Linked DNA regions of Zea mays: region 2 is linked to region 1. A link is a contact called in public Hi-C data. All regions are on one chromosome and are shown on one strand. Each heading gives the region's core, a stretch centred on a gene start, on an enhancer-like site or on the middle of the called end of the contact. The rest is flanking DNA. Distances are from core to core; before and after follow the strand shown.

Region 1 (7,064 bases), core at 4,208-6,707:
ACATTGCATGGTCACTGCACAAGACATAGAGAACATTCTCCACAAAGTGGAAGGATACTCAACATATTGGATAATCAAGGCCTTCCTCTCTGATTGTACATGCAGAAACTTCATCATTAGAACCATCTGCATTGGATATACTGACATGAGAAAACAATCTTTGGTATTTGATAGAATGCAATCAATACTTGGGGTAGAGAATAAAGATATATAAGGTAGATGTCAAATTTGGTAAGACTGGGTGTTTATCAGTTGTACTGGGTAGGTAGTATTGTCTAATTGAACCAAGAGGTCCTGATCGAGGAATGAAGTCAAGTCACTTTACTTGCACAACTGTGTCGGCCATGGGGGTACTATCCACATCTGCTAGGTGCAAGAGGATGCTAAGAGCTTGTGATAGAGCCTTCATTTGTAAAAGGGTGGCATCAGCACCAAAGGGACGCAGAAATTCTTTGCAATACTGTTACAAAGCCAAAAAAGTAGAATAGTGAGAGCAATTTGTAAATTACATACTATTGTTAGCCCGGTTCTTCCTTATTAACCGAAAAGGTGCCCACATTGTCATTTATAATGTTTGCATATTTACATCACGAGAAGAGTATGGGGAGGCCGTGGAAACACATGCATACAAAGCAATAGGTCCAGGATCTTGTTGAGGCAGTAGGTTCTGGACAACTTATCTCATGAACATGTAGATACTAACTATAAGAAACCAAAAGAAAACAAATACTTGTGAAAATACCACAACAGTACCTGCAATTTTCTGTAAAAAAAACTTAAAGTGTGGAAGCATACATGTATCGATCCTTCCCTTGCTTCCATTGTTTGCCTTCTTTTCCATTGATTTGTAATTTTGCTAGATAAAACTCCACCAAATCCAGAGTGGTCAGGCTCTAGCTAAACACGTACTTTGTCACCTAATTCAGAATTTTTTGACAGGACATCAAGGAGCAAGGTCATTTTGCCACTATAATCTGTTTTCATATAAGTATTCTTATCTAAAAGTTCCTCCCGCCGGTTGCTTTCATACAATAAATATGAAAAAGACACAAAAAGTGTAATCAGAACCAAATGCTTAGTTTTTCATGCAAAGTATTCCACCCATTAGTGCTTTCATATAAGTATTCTCATCTAAAAGTTCCTTCCACCATTTGCTTTCCTACAATAAATAAATCATGAAATTACTACAATAAGTTCTGGGATGAGCAAAGTTATCAAAAACTATCCATCACTGACAATCCTTAACCAGCATTTCATGCTCATTTCAAAAAGGAAAGCATGGCGGCTGACAAGGGCAATTAAGGGAAAACCACATCTTAAGAATTTAGCATATATAACCTTTACTGCACCTGTCAACATGACAAAGATAACTACTAACAAACACCAAGATGCAACAAAGTTTGGAGTAGCCATCTTAGGCTGTACGTGAGAACTGAAGACTTGATGTACAAAAATAGTTACCAACATGATAATTATAAGCAATCGAGAATGTGCCACCATCATCGATCGACTGCGCGCATGCATGTTGTCACCTCATAGAAGCTGGTGATGTGGTTCGTGGCGAGCTGCAGCGCGGTGAGGCCCCCCGTCTAGCACACGTCGAACTGCCGCTTGATCTCCTACTTGACTCCTGCAAGGTCCACCCCGCCACCACTGCCTTGGCATCGGGCCGTGGGGCGACGAGCGCCCGCGACAGGTCGGACTCGGTCCGCTGTGCCAGTACGGCGCGACTATCGCCGATGTTGAGTAAGCTTTTGTTCTCTTTCATTTTGTAACTCCTGCACCATAGTGAAGTTAATTAAGTTCATATTATAAGTGGCAATGTGGATCCTAAATCGAACAATACCCTGGATGCAAATGATTCGGAAAAACAACAGGCAGGAAAAACATACTTTTATCTTTTCTTGAACTTTTGCTCTTGCTTCTTGTCTGTTTGAGTTTTCTTCAACCTCCACCGAAGCTATAGATGCTAGAGCAAGCTGGCCAACGTAATCTTCAAAATAGTCACTTCCAAAAAGCATCTCAAAGACAACAGCAAGATCCACCATGTTATCCCAGAATGTGTTGTAAAACAACTAAGAAACGATTTACAAAGCAAGGCACAAATAATTTACATCCTTTTTCACACAAGCATGTGCAACATTTTATTGAAATTTTAACACTTCTTTTCACACAAGCATGTGTAGTCTGAACTGTCCCTTTTTAGAGCGGAAAATACTGCCGGTGAGGCTCTCCACGGTATGTTTTATTAAACAAAAGGAAACAAGAACAACATTGCACGAAGGGGCCTCAAAGGAGCAGCAAAAGAACAGAGAAGCCAACCGTCAGCCGAGGTGAGCTGCAGTACTAATCTAGGACAGCTATACAAGATTTTCACTAAATCTATTTCTTCACAGGAGCTTTTTCCAAGTCATTCCTTTGCTTTCGAATTTGCCAAGCAGCAATGATGAAAGTCCCTATAAAGGAGTTCTGATAGCGTGTTGCATCATTTGATAGAAATCTTTTGTGAAGTCACAACTTATTCCGATGGTGTTGCCAACATGGTTGTCTAAAAGGCTAGCTAGTCCCTTTTCATTTCTAGAGAGGACTTTTATGCACGAATAGGCAGACCACGATATCTCTGTCAACCTTACTTGCTTACTATCTTAGCAAATCAAACCATGCTCTATGCCCCAAAATAGATAAATCACTTCAATCTGAATAATCATGAGCAGATTGCCTTTTTACGAAAAATATTTATAAAATATCATAAACAACTCGGGACTTACTGGGAATACCCACCTTTCCACACTTATCATAAGTCTCCTTTTTCCCAGATCACTTAGGACTTGATAGTCCTCTCCAAGTTCCTATTAAGATCAAGTGATTTAATGAAATATTTCATAGCAATCAAACCATAGAAAGGTGATATTGATTCCTCCCAAATATTATGCATGTACAATACCAGTCAACAGTTTGGGTATTTAAATAGAAGAATCAAAATCTAGTAAAAAGCAACATGACGAGCAGAAGGGCACCTGCCCCTGCACCACGTACGTGGTCATAAAGGAGGATGAGCAGTGGCGCGGCGGCGACCCCGTACGCGGCGCGGGAGAAGGGCACCTGCCCCTGCACCACGATCATGACGAGGAGGAAGCACGCCAGCGCGATGGACAGGTAGAGGAAGCAGAAGAAGGGTCGGAGCTCGTCTCCTGCCCACCACCGCGGGTACAACATGTAGCAGACGGTGTGGACGAACGCGACGGACACGGCCGCAGGGAGCCAGGCGACGAGCAGGATGAGCGACTCAGCGTCCTCGCCGCCGTACAGGCCGACGAATCCCTTGAGGATGCCGAGCCCCACGTCGCGGGTCTTGGGGAAGTTGTTGACGCACGTGACCAGCGTGCCCGTGTTGGCGAACACCTGCGAGTTGGCGCCCACGAAGAAGTAGGCGCCACCGTCCAGCGGTCGAGTACTGGCACAGCTGGAGCGTCTGGAACGAGAAGGAATTGGAGCCGTCAAACGATGAGGAGCCGGAGAAGGACACCCTGTCGCTCTGGAACACATAGCCGCTCGACGTGGACTGGTTCGACGGCAGCAGCACGCGGTGGATTGCTACGGAGAAGTGGGATCTGGGGTACAGAGGCCGGCATGCAGGAGAAGTGGGATCTCAGTGACACGAACCTGGTAGATGGCCGCGATGGTGGAGGGAGGGAGAGGCGGATCACCCGAGCTTCCGGGTCCCTGTGCGACTGAATCCGGCGGGGCGGTGCCCAGCACCACAATGCTCTTCCTGGAGCCGGAGCTCCCCACCGGCGCGAGGATATTTCCGAGCACGCTCAGCGAGTATCCGCCTTACGCGGGCGACGGGTCGTGGGTCCCTATGCGACCGAGAACCGGCGGGGCAGTGCCCAGCACCACCGTGTGCGGGTGTTGGACTCCAAGCGGGCGGTGGAAGAAGCGGAAGGGGATCCTTGCGCGAGGGTGCGGGTCGAGGACGAGGGTACGAAGGCGAGGGGCGCCGAGGACAGGGCGAGGGCAGGAGGGGTGGACCACGGACGGATCTGGGCGAGGAGGCGGTGTGCCAGACCACCGGAGGCCGGAGGGAGCTGCAGCTGCTGTAGGAAGGTGGGCCGGGGCAGGAGCACGGACACGAGGCGATGAAGGTTTCCTAGGATTACGCGAGGGGAGCACGAATGCGGGGCGATCTGTGATTGTTGGCGAAGGAAGGTGCGAGGGGCGATGATGGCGGGCGGCTTACGACGCGATGATTCCTGCGATGATGGCGAGGCAGCTTATGAAGCTGCAGCTACTGTAGGGATTTGCGGGCGCGGCGGCCGCGAGGACGGCGGCGGGGATTGCGGGCGTGGGGACCGGGGGTGCGGCGGAGCGCGCTATGGCAGAACAAAGCTACTGTGGACGTCTACACTAAAGACATAAGGAGTAGTAGTGATTGGAGGGGCACTCACTTTATGGTATTATCCTACAGTATTAATAAAGGTCTTAGCGAGTAGGGACATGTCACGAGGGCACATTTAACCTTGTTAATCTCTCGCATCACTAATGTGAGTGGAAATATTTTAATAATACCATGTCTCCTACGTCGGACGATGATGAGTAGGACTGGATATCGAGCCAGCTCAGATCGATGAAGCTCGAACTGACTTGTTAATATTATAAAACTCATCTCATGATAAAATTAAAACGAATCGACTCGAAACGAGCTGATTATAAGTCGAGCTAGCTAAGGCCTTGTTCGTTTCGCGGTCAATTCATGTGGATTGGGTGATATTGAGTCGGTTTAAATCCATATCAAGTCAAAATCCATTCCAATCCATCCCAATACACATTAATCCACATGGAATTGAAATAACCGAACAAGCCCTAAGGGATCGGCCGGCCGATGGCCATCAGCCACGAGATCACGACAGCTAAGAACTGCGGAGCAGCACAAATGTGCCGCCGCCGCCCGCCAGGGATCGCGTCAATGGCGTCATGCGTGTGTGGACTGTGGGTTAACAAACCAGGAGAACCATTCACCACGTGCAGGACGCGACCAATCCACAGATCCTCCTCGTCGGATACAACCGTACTCCGAAGCCGCACCGCATCAGCGCCGTGTCAGCTCCCCAGTCCCCACTCCACCTGCGACCAAAAGCACCTCCGACAAGCCCCAGCCGTCGTCCGGCCCGGCTACGCCATCCAGGAATAAAAACGGACACACGCACACGACAAAAAAGAGAAGGGAAAAAAAAAGTTCTAGAGGAGCCACAAAACGACGGAAAGACCGAATCGCGGGCGCGGCCGGGCGAGCGAGCTGCCACGTCAGCGCGACGGTGATCTTCCCCCGGTAACGCCGCCTCCTCGCCCAACCCGGCCTAGGGCGGACGATTAAAATTAACCTAACACCGGGTTAAAGCCTCCGCGCTCCGCCCCCCGGAATCGGACCAAAGCCGGGCATACGCCCCCAAGTCCAAAAGCCCTCTCCGCCCCGCTCTCCCACTCGTAGGTGTTCTCCCCGTCTCCGCCCGCACTCGCTCGTCCGCGCGCAGGAAGGTTGACCTGTCGAGGGCCGGCGAACCCGGTAAGTAAGGTAACCACGCTGCTTGCTGTTCTCGTGGATTTCCTCCTGGTTCGCACGGCTCTCCTGCTTCGATTCTTCGGATTCGGAACTGGGGGAATAATTGTCGGGGGATTCGGGGGTTGGTTTTGAGTTGCGGATCAAGGTGGGCTCGCTGTCGCATTTCCTTGGGGAGGGCGAGGATATTGACGGACGGTTAGAGCGAGGCGGTGTTCGTCTCCACGGACGCAACACCAGCCCACCAGGTCTGTAAGGAAGTGCTCTCTAGTGTCGTTATCTGGATTCTTCCCGGCTAGGCTCTCATCGCTTGGTTGCTTCCATGCGATCTCTTGCGTCTATAGTTTCTCAGTCGATTGAACGTACAGTCGACCTCACTTTCCTCAATTTTTAGCTTTTGAACTGAACGCCTATCTGACCGAGCGATTCCGATTTATATATCCCGTCCGTTTCTTGTATAGATGAAACCGTAGTAGCTGATTGGTCACTGGAGTGTGCTCTGCGTGCAGATTCACGTGTTAATACTAAGCGTTTTGACTCTTGATACTAGGTACTCATGCGAATTAGGTGCTGCCGTTATCGATCTATTTGTCTGAGGTGGCCGGGTTACCTCTGCTGGTTAGGGCTTTTGAAAGGAATTAAACCAACATGATTCCATTGCTTACTAATCTCTTTCCAGCACCAAGGGAGCTCTTGCTGTGTTAATCTACTTTTTGCACCACCTATTAAATATTGTGGATGCAAGGCCTGAACATCCATGGACGAGATCCAGTGAGCACTGAGCAGGCACTATAAAGGTTGTGCTGTAATCGGGAATTCTACTTTCCTAGGATGGCTTAAGAGGTTTTGTAGTTCTAGTAGATGAAAGCCGGGAAGGAGTAAATAGAAAGCTAGAGTTACCGCGTCAGACCCTAGAGTCAAAAGGATTTAGAATTAGTAGGACCAAAGCTGAGTATATGAGATGTGACTTTGGTACTACAATTAATGAGGATGGAGATGTAAGCTTGGGAGACCAGGTAGTACTAAAGAAGGACACCTTACATTATTTGGGATCGATGCTACAAAGAGATGGTGATATTGATGAAGATGTTAGCCATAGGATCAAAGCGGGGTGGATGAAATGGCGTCAAGCATCAGGAGTCCTATGCGACAAGAGAGTGCCATAGAAGTTGAAAGGCAAGTTCTACAGGATGGCGATTAGGCTTGCTATGTTATATGGGGCTGAGTGTTGGCCTACTAAGAGACGACATATCCAACAACTAAGTGTCGCAGAGATGCGTATGTTGCGTTGGATATGTGAGCACACAAGATTGGACGAGTGAGAAACGATAACATACGCGATCGGCTAGGAGCAGTACCAATTGAAGAAAAGCTTATTCAACACCGGTTGAGATAGGTTGAGATGGTTTGACCATGTCCACCGTAGACCCCTAGAGGCACCGGTGCACAGAGGCATCATAAGACAGGACAATAATGTGAAGCGAGGTAGAGGACGACCAAACTTGAC
Region 2 (6,898 bases), core at 1,233-3,732, 420 kb after region 1:
TCGCCAACATGAAACCATCTCATCCTTGGGTTCATGCATGGTTCTATTTATAACTTTTATTCAACATGTTATGTTACTTTTTTTGCACAACCCAATCAAAACCATTCTTCCAATTGCTAAGATGGATACACGATGATTACATAGGCTTCCATTTTTTGGTACAAAATTTTTCAATGAACAAGAATAAAGAACTTAGCTGAAAGAACCAAAGTAGACAAATTAACTATTTTGACTCAAATTTCCTTTGAGCAATTTATAGTTACTATTGAGCATTCCCTCAGCCGTTTTATTATGCACAGTTGAACCTTTCACAATGGACAAATTCATTAAATAATGTTAAAGTTTAGTCTAGTTTCATAAATTTTAGTTCCACCAAATTAGTTGGTGTGAAGAAGTAAATTCTGTTCTACCAAATCAAGTGGTGTGAAGAAGGGATATTTTGCTTACATGTGCAGTGTGAGTATGTCTCGAGTTGTTTGACTTAGAGCATATCCAAGAGTCTTTCTAAATTTAACTCTCTAAATTATCATTTGGAGAGTCACTTGCACAAAAAATCACTTTGTATATCTTTCTGATCTCCAACAGTTTTTATATATTGTTTGCACTCTAGAGAGCCATTTACGTTTTCTATCTTTGGCTAGCCAGAAATCTGAAATAGAAGATGTCTATATTTGAATAACACTTTGAATAAGTTGTTGGAGAGTTTTTTTTTCAAAAAATCTCATTCATATCAATTAGGAAGATTGTAGAGAGTCTTTTGGAGTTGCTCTTAGCTCCGGATATACGATGAGATAGTCTGAGTCTCATGGCCTCTAAATTACATCCATAGGACGCTAGTTTGATGGTCTTTATATTAGTGTTCGGTTCCGGAGTATAGAGGTACGAAGTCGTTTTACCCTCAATTTGTTATTGTTTGGATTGGTTCTATGTAAATAGAGTGACTTAAAGAAAAAAAAATCATATTGAAATGCTAAACTATTCAGTTTTTCAAAATCTCGAACGGAGCTGCTCTATCCTAACTGGCTATAGAACCAAATACTACCTTAGTTTGACACGAGAGACAGATCAAAATTGAAATGGTATTCTCTTCTTGTATATATATAGCCAGCCAGCCAGGTGAGTAGGTGACGGCCGGATCAAGCGTGGGAGCGCTGAGATGAGGGAGTGTTGCGCATAAGACACGTGCTATCTTCACTAGATAAATCATAAATGTAGCAACTTGAAAACATGCGAGGTGGAGGGTTGCTTCTACTCAATATCAGAACAATTTGAAAGTAAGGATAATAAAGAAGTTCTGAAGCTTAGTGTTTATATCTTGTTTTAGTCGTTAAGCTCTCTTTTGTGGTTGTTTTTGCTCTTCTATTTGGAGGCTCTGAGTCTAAGAAGGCTCATGTAACTTTTGGTAGATACAGAGAATAGATTTCATACCATTTATCTACAATATATAAATATAAAAGTAAACATGTACGAAATTAAACATAACACATCTGGTGGATTCTAATATAATATTGTGAGATCATGGCTAATAACTCCTACATACGTATATTTGTAACCTAGCTATTAACTCCCACACACACAGTTGTTGGCTGGTATGACAACTTGACCATTATGACTTGTGCTTCAGTTGACTATAAACTTACAGATTACTCTCCATCCCTCCTCATTTCGACATAAAATCTATGCGCATTCTTTTACTATACTTTTGTTGTGCATTGGGGGCTTGGGCGCGACGACCAATTGACCACTGACTTTTCTCCGCGAGGGAGGCGTCAGGCTGGCGTGTACACTGTTCTTGCTCCGACGCCTCAATGTCAGCGAGCTGGTATGGACTCGCTCCATGAGGATCGCGCATGTGAGAACACGAACATAACATGGTCAAATAAGTCCTTTACAGATTACCGAACAGAGGGAGGCTCGTTAAACACAGGAGGATAGCTAAACCATGTGACTCGTTCGTCAGATTTGGCTGTGGTTAACAGGACATCTGACTGCCTCTGTCAAAGACAGGACAGGGCAGGGGCGTTAAGTCCGTAACGAAGTATCGAGGCAAATCAGGTTAGTCTGTTATGCGTCAGATAGTGGAGAGGAATGGAATACGCATCTGATACATTGTGCAGTTTCGCACAGGAGTTGTAGTTTTACACGACAAGAACTTTTTAGACCAGCCAGACTAGTTATAGGACCAAGCAAAGGCAAAAGGAGTCAACACGAATTAAAAAGCAGGCAGGGCCGCCGGCGTCGAAGCTCCGTCCAGACCCGCAACGATTCACACGTGCATCAGCTGCTCCTCCTCCTCGACTCGCGTCCGACCGATGGGACCCACCCACATTCCAGCATTCCACCACAGTGCTGGTCCAGGTCCGAGTCCACCGCACCGCGTCCCTCCCGGTCCCGCCCCCCATCGCCACTCCGGCTCGCGCGCCGCGGTATAAAATGTATATTCTTGGATTAGCCTGTCCTGGCAAGCCCGGCCACCACCGTACACCCAAACCCCATCCCATCCCCCCGAACGCAGAAGATCCCGTGCCAACCAACGGCGGCGGCGGCGACGGTGTGTGGACTCTAGACTAGGAGCCAATCCAGGGCCATCCACCCGTAGCCCCGCCCCGCCCCGCTGCCGGCAATGGCGCGGCTCGTGCTCTCCGAGTGCTGCGGCCTCGCGCCGCTGCGCCTGCGCGCCGGCCGGGGCGCCATTGCGGCGCCGTCGCCCCCCGCGCTCTCCGCAGCGGCGGCGCCGGGCCGCCCCGCGCCCGCGGCCATCCACCGCGACTGGGCGCTCCGCGTCTCCGCGGCCACCCGCCTCACCTCCGCCGTCGAGGAGGACAAGAGGAGCTCCCCCCTTGGGGAGGGCGACGAGCACGTGGCGGCCAGCGGCGCCGCGGGCGGGGAGTTCGACCCGGGGGCGCCGCCGCCGTTCGGGCTGGCGGAGATCCGCGCGGCCATCCCCAAGCACTGCTGGGTCAAGGACCCCTGGCGCTCCATGGCCTACGTGCTGCGCGACGTCGTCGTCGTCCTGGGGCTCGCCGCGGCCGCCGCGCGCCTCGACAGCTGGCTCGTCTGGCCGCTCTACTGGGCCGCGCAGGGCACCATGTTCTGGGCGCTCTTCGTCCTCGGCCACGACTGGTACGCACCAATGTTCTGGATTGCCCTGTTGTTGTTTTTCATGGAAGCTTTGGACTCTGGTCTTTGACTTGTGCCGCATGTCTGCTGTTTGCAGTGGACACGGGAGCTTCTCGAACAACCCCAAGCTGAACAGCGTGGTCGGCCACATACTCCATTCCTCCATTCTTGTCCCCTACCACGGATGGTAGGATTACCCCATGTTTCTCATGCTTGTTAGTTTCTGTCGAGGATTATCGTTGATGTCATGGAACCACCTGCCTTTGAATGCCATTTTCAGGAGGATTAGCCACAGGACGCACCATCAAAACCACGGCCACGTTGAGAAGGACGAGTCCTGGCACCCGGTTCGTTTCCTGTCGCTCTCTCCTTTGTTGGAGCTTCACAAGTTACGCTGATGGTGCATGTCCATGAATGGTGCTTGATGGTTTCTCGGATTGTGCAGCTACCAGAGAGGCTGTACAAAAGCCTGGACTTTATGACTAGGAAATTGCGGTTCACCATGCCGTTCCCCTTGCTCGCATTCCCGTTATACTTGGTGAGGCTAAGAACATGTCTATCGATGACGCCTGAATTAGGCGAACAGACGTTTTTGTTTCATAGTGTTGTGGTCGTGCTAAATTCCTGCTCTGCGGGTTCATGTGTGCTATGTAGTTCGCAAGGAGTCCAGGGAAGTCAGGATCACACTTCAACCCAAGCAGTGATTTGTTCCAACCTAATGAAAAGAAGGACATCATAACATCAACGGCATCCTGGCTGGCCATGGTTGGTGTTCTGGCTGGTCTCACCTTTCTGATGGGTCCTGTTACGATGCTAAAGCTCTACGGAGTCCCATACTTTGTAAGAGCCACATTCCTTCTCTTCAGTCCCAACTTCTGCAAAAAGATAATCTGAATGTGTGGTGTCTGTGGTGCTGGAAATTGATGTGGCTGCTGCTTGTGTGTGCAGGTATTTGTTGCTTGGCTGGATATGGTTACATACTTGCACCATCATGGCCACGAAGACAAGCTTCCCTGGTACCGTGGACAGGTGATTATGAGTAAAGCAGTTTTCCAATTTGTTGATGTTTCAAGGTCACTGTAATCTTCAAAAACCACGGTTACTTCCATTTTTGGTTGGTTAGAAGCTTTTGAATGTTGCCTTACCTAAGTTTGGGTTTGGTTTGGAGACCAAACAGGATGGGGTGGACCTGTCTCTGATTTTGAGGATGGGACCATCCCAACTTAGCGTTTGGTTGAGGGGATAGAGTCATCCTAGTTTTGTGGTTGGAATGTTGGATGGATTGAAGGGGAAGGATGGTACTGCTTCTTCACACCGTTAAACAGCAGCCAACTATGGCCCCACTTGCCTTTAGTTGACCTCACAAGTCATCCTCAAGTTTTTTTTTTCATGCACACCTTATCTTCATCCTGGTGCCGCTCTTGGCCTCACGACCCCTCCTCAGAGAACCCCTGCTCGCCAGCCCCCTGCCCTCCTCCACCAGTAGATACATGTTTGGTATAAGACTTCAACATGTGTACTTAATTTGCTTGCAAATGGCCAGATTGACTGAAACCTTAAATAGTATAAACCGTCGTGGTGGATATTGCAAATCAAAGTTCTATCGTTTCTGGTAATTTTTCTGAAGTAAGACCTAACTGTAGGATGCTATTGAACTATTGGACAAAAAATGTCTATTCCTGTTTTGTCTTTTTGAGGGGAAATAATGTAGGTTTATGTTTTTGTCGCTTACCAAATGTAAAGCTAGATCAGCCTATACTATATAGTTTTCGCTTTACTTTTCAGATTATCGACTGCTGTTAATTTATGCATATTCTATCCTGATTTCTTCTTTGGAAGATAGATTGGCTATTGATACCACATTGACCTTTTCTACATTATTAGGAATGGAGTTATCTGCGTGGAGGACTGACGACGCTCGACCGGGACTATGGACTGATTAACAATATCCACCATGACATCGGAACTCATGTCATCCATCACCTTTTCCCTCAAATCCCACATTACCATCTCATTGAGGCGGTAAGAGTTTCCCCTATTCTTGCCTTTTTTTTCTTCTTTTTTATAAGTTTCTTTGCCTAGATCATAAGACCTGTTTTTGAATGACCTGCAGACCGAGGCAGCAAAACCGGTTCTTGGCAAGTACTACAAAGAACCAAAGAAGTCGGGTCCTCTCCCGTGGCACCTGTTTGGGGTGCTAGCACAAAGCTTGAAGCAAGACCACTATGTTAGCGACACCGGAGACGTAGTGTACTACCAAACTGACTCGAAAACGAACACCTCTGCACAAAAATCTGATTGACACAGACTATAGAACGTAGCGTATTCTTCATTTTTCTCAGGCGGGCTGTGCCTGAAGACCTGGCCAGCCTCCTGAGACCTCTGATTGGTGTGTGTGTGACCGGGTTCGTCAATTCAAGAATGTAAGGTGGCGAAGTATTATCATGTATTTGAGTGAGGGTATAATTCTTTCCAATGGTCGAAGTCGGATGCTGCTTCCGATGTAACGAACTGTGATTCTTTGGGCAAGAGGTGTACTATTACAGTAAAGAGTGAAAAAAAAGAGTTAGCTACATGAAAGACTTTCTGAGCACTGTACGTATTGTTGGGTAGGCCTGGGCGTTCGGTTCTTCGGTTCGGTTCCTCAGTTCTTGAAAGAATTCGGTTCTCCAAAAATTAGAACCGAAATAGCAGGACAAAGAAACCAGAACCGACTAGTTCGGTTCTCGGTTCTTCGGTTCGGTTCCTCGGTTCTAACCGAACTGTAACCGTTAGAGACAGAGTAGCTATTAAAAAACTCCGAAGCAATAGATGTGGTCGTGCCTGCCGGGTGCCGGCTGGTGGTGGCCTGGTGGGGGTGGCGGGGCGCCAGGGGCTGGCCAGCTGGGGCAGTCCGGAAGTAGGCGCGCTGGCCGCTGGGGCCTGGGGGCGAGCCGACGAGGGCGCGGAGCGGCGGCCGGCGTTGGCGCGGACCGCGGTGGGGCTTCGAGGCGGCCGGCCAGGGGGCTGGGGAGTGGGTCTGGGCGGCTGCCTGCGGGCTGCGGCTGGGGCCTGGGGGCCAGCCGGCGAGGGCGGGGTTGGGCGGCTGGGGGAGACGGGTCACGGGGTCAATGGGTCACGGACTCACGGTGAATCAGTGATATGCTGGATTGCTATTAGGGATTTAGGGTTCATCTGCTGCCAGACACGTGGGCCAGGCCGTATTTCGGTTTTTCCGGTTTTTTCGGTTCTTTAGAGTGGAGAACCGAAATTATCTGATTTATTTCGGTTTTTAAAAAACCAGAACCGAATTTTATAACGGTTCTTTCGGTTCGGTTAGTTTGGTTTCGGTTCTCGGTTATTTCGGTCCGGTTCCTCGGTTCCGGTTCTTTTTGCTCAGGCCTATTGTTGGGGGCCTTCGTCCTCCGAAGGTCCTTAAAAACATAATTTAACAATGTCTTTCAAGCATGGTTTATGGATAGGTACCTTCGGACTCAGGATAAAAGCATATACGATAGGAAGAGCATGATCGTGACAAAGGTTGTCGTTGCTCCGAAGCTGCACGCAAGGGAGCTTCGACTAAATCGCAGAAAAGAGAACCGACTTAAAAGAGAAAAAGTCATCTAGTCCTCATAGATTTATCTATAAGTCAATAATAATGTAAAGGGCATGAATGTAATTTCTCATAGGCTGTGTCTTGTGCCTATAAATAGATGAACAGTACCCCTGTACTGTTCACGGGGTCTGGTATTTGCTTTTACGTCACGCTTATACTTTTTGTCTTCTATCAAGTCGAAGG

What was found. A called contact is a pair of places that touch in the nucleus more often than the background predicts.
Region 2: a Hi-C map of tassel shows a contact between it and region 1, with 2.4 times the contacts expected there. The contact joins the promoter of LOC103644592 here to the promoter of LOC542687 in region 1. A contact is called at or near these places in 3 of 25 Hi-C or Micro-C datasets (bundle sheath, ear and tassel).

The regions. Positions count from the first base shown.
Region 1 is chr1:44,172,550-44,179,613 of Zm-B73-REFERENCE-NAM-5.0, forward strand. It overlaps LOC542687 (SNF1-related protein kinase), which reads left to right and starts at 5,458. Exons shown (of 11, transcript NM_001112203.1): 1 at 5,458-5,572.
Region 2 is chr1:44,595,115-44,602,012 of Zm-B73-REFERENCE-NAM-5.0, forward strand. LOC103644592 (omega-3 fatty acid desaturase, chloroplastic) reads left to right here and starts at 2,483. Exons shown (of 8, transcript NM_001428412.1): 1 at 2,483-3,123; 2 at 3,218-3,307; 3 at 3,401-3,467; 4 at 3,566-3,658; 5 at 3,775-3,960; 6 at 4,069-4,149; 7 at 5,005-5,142; 8 at 5,234-5,693. The coding sequence starts at 2,624. The coding sequence ends at 5,422.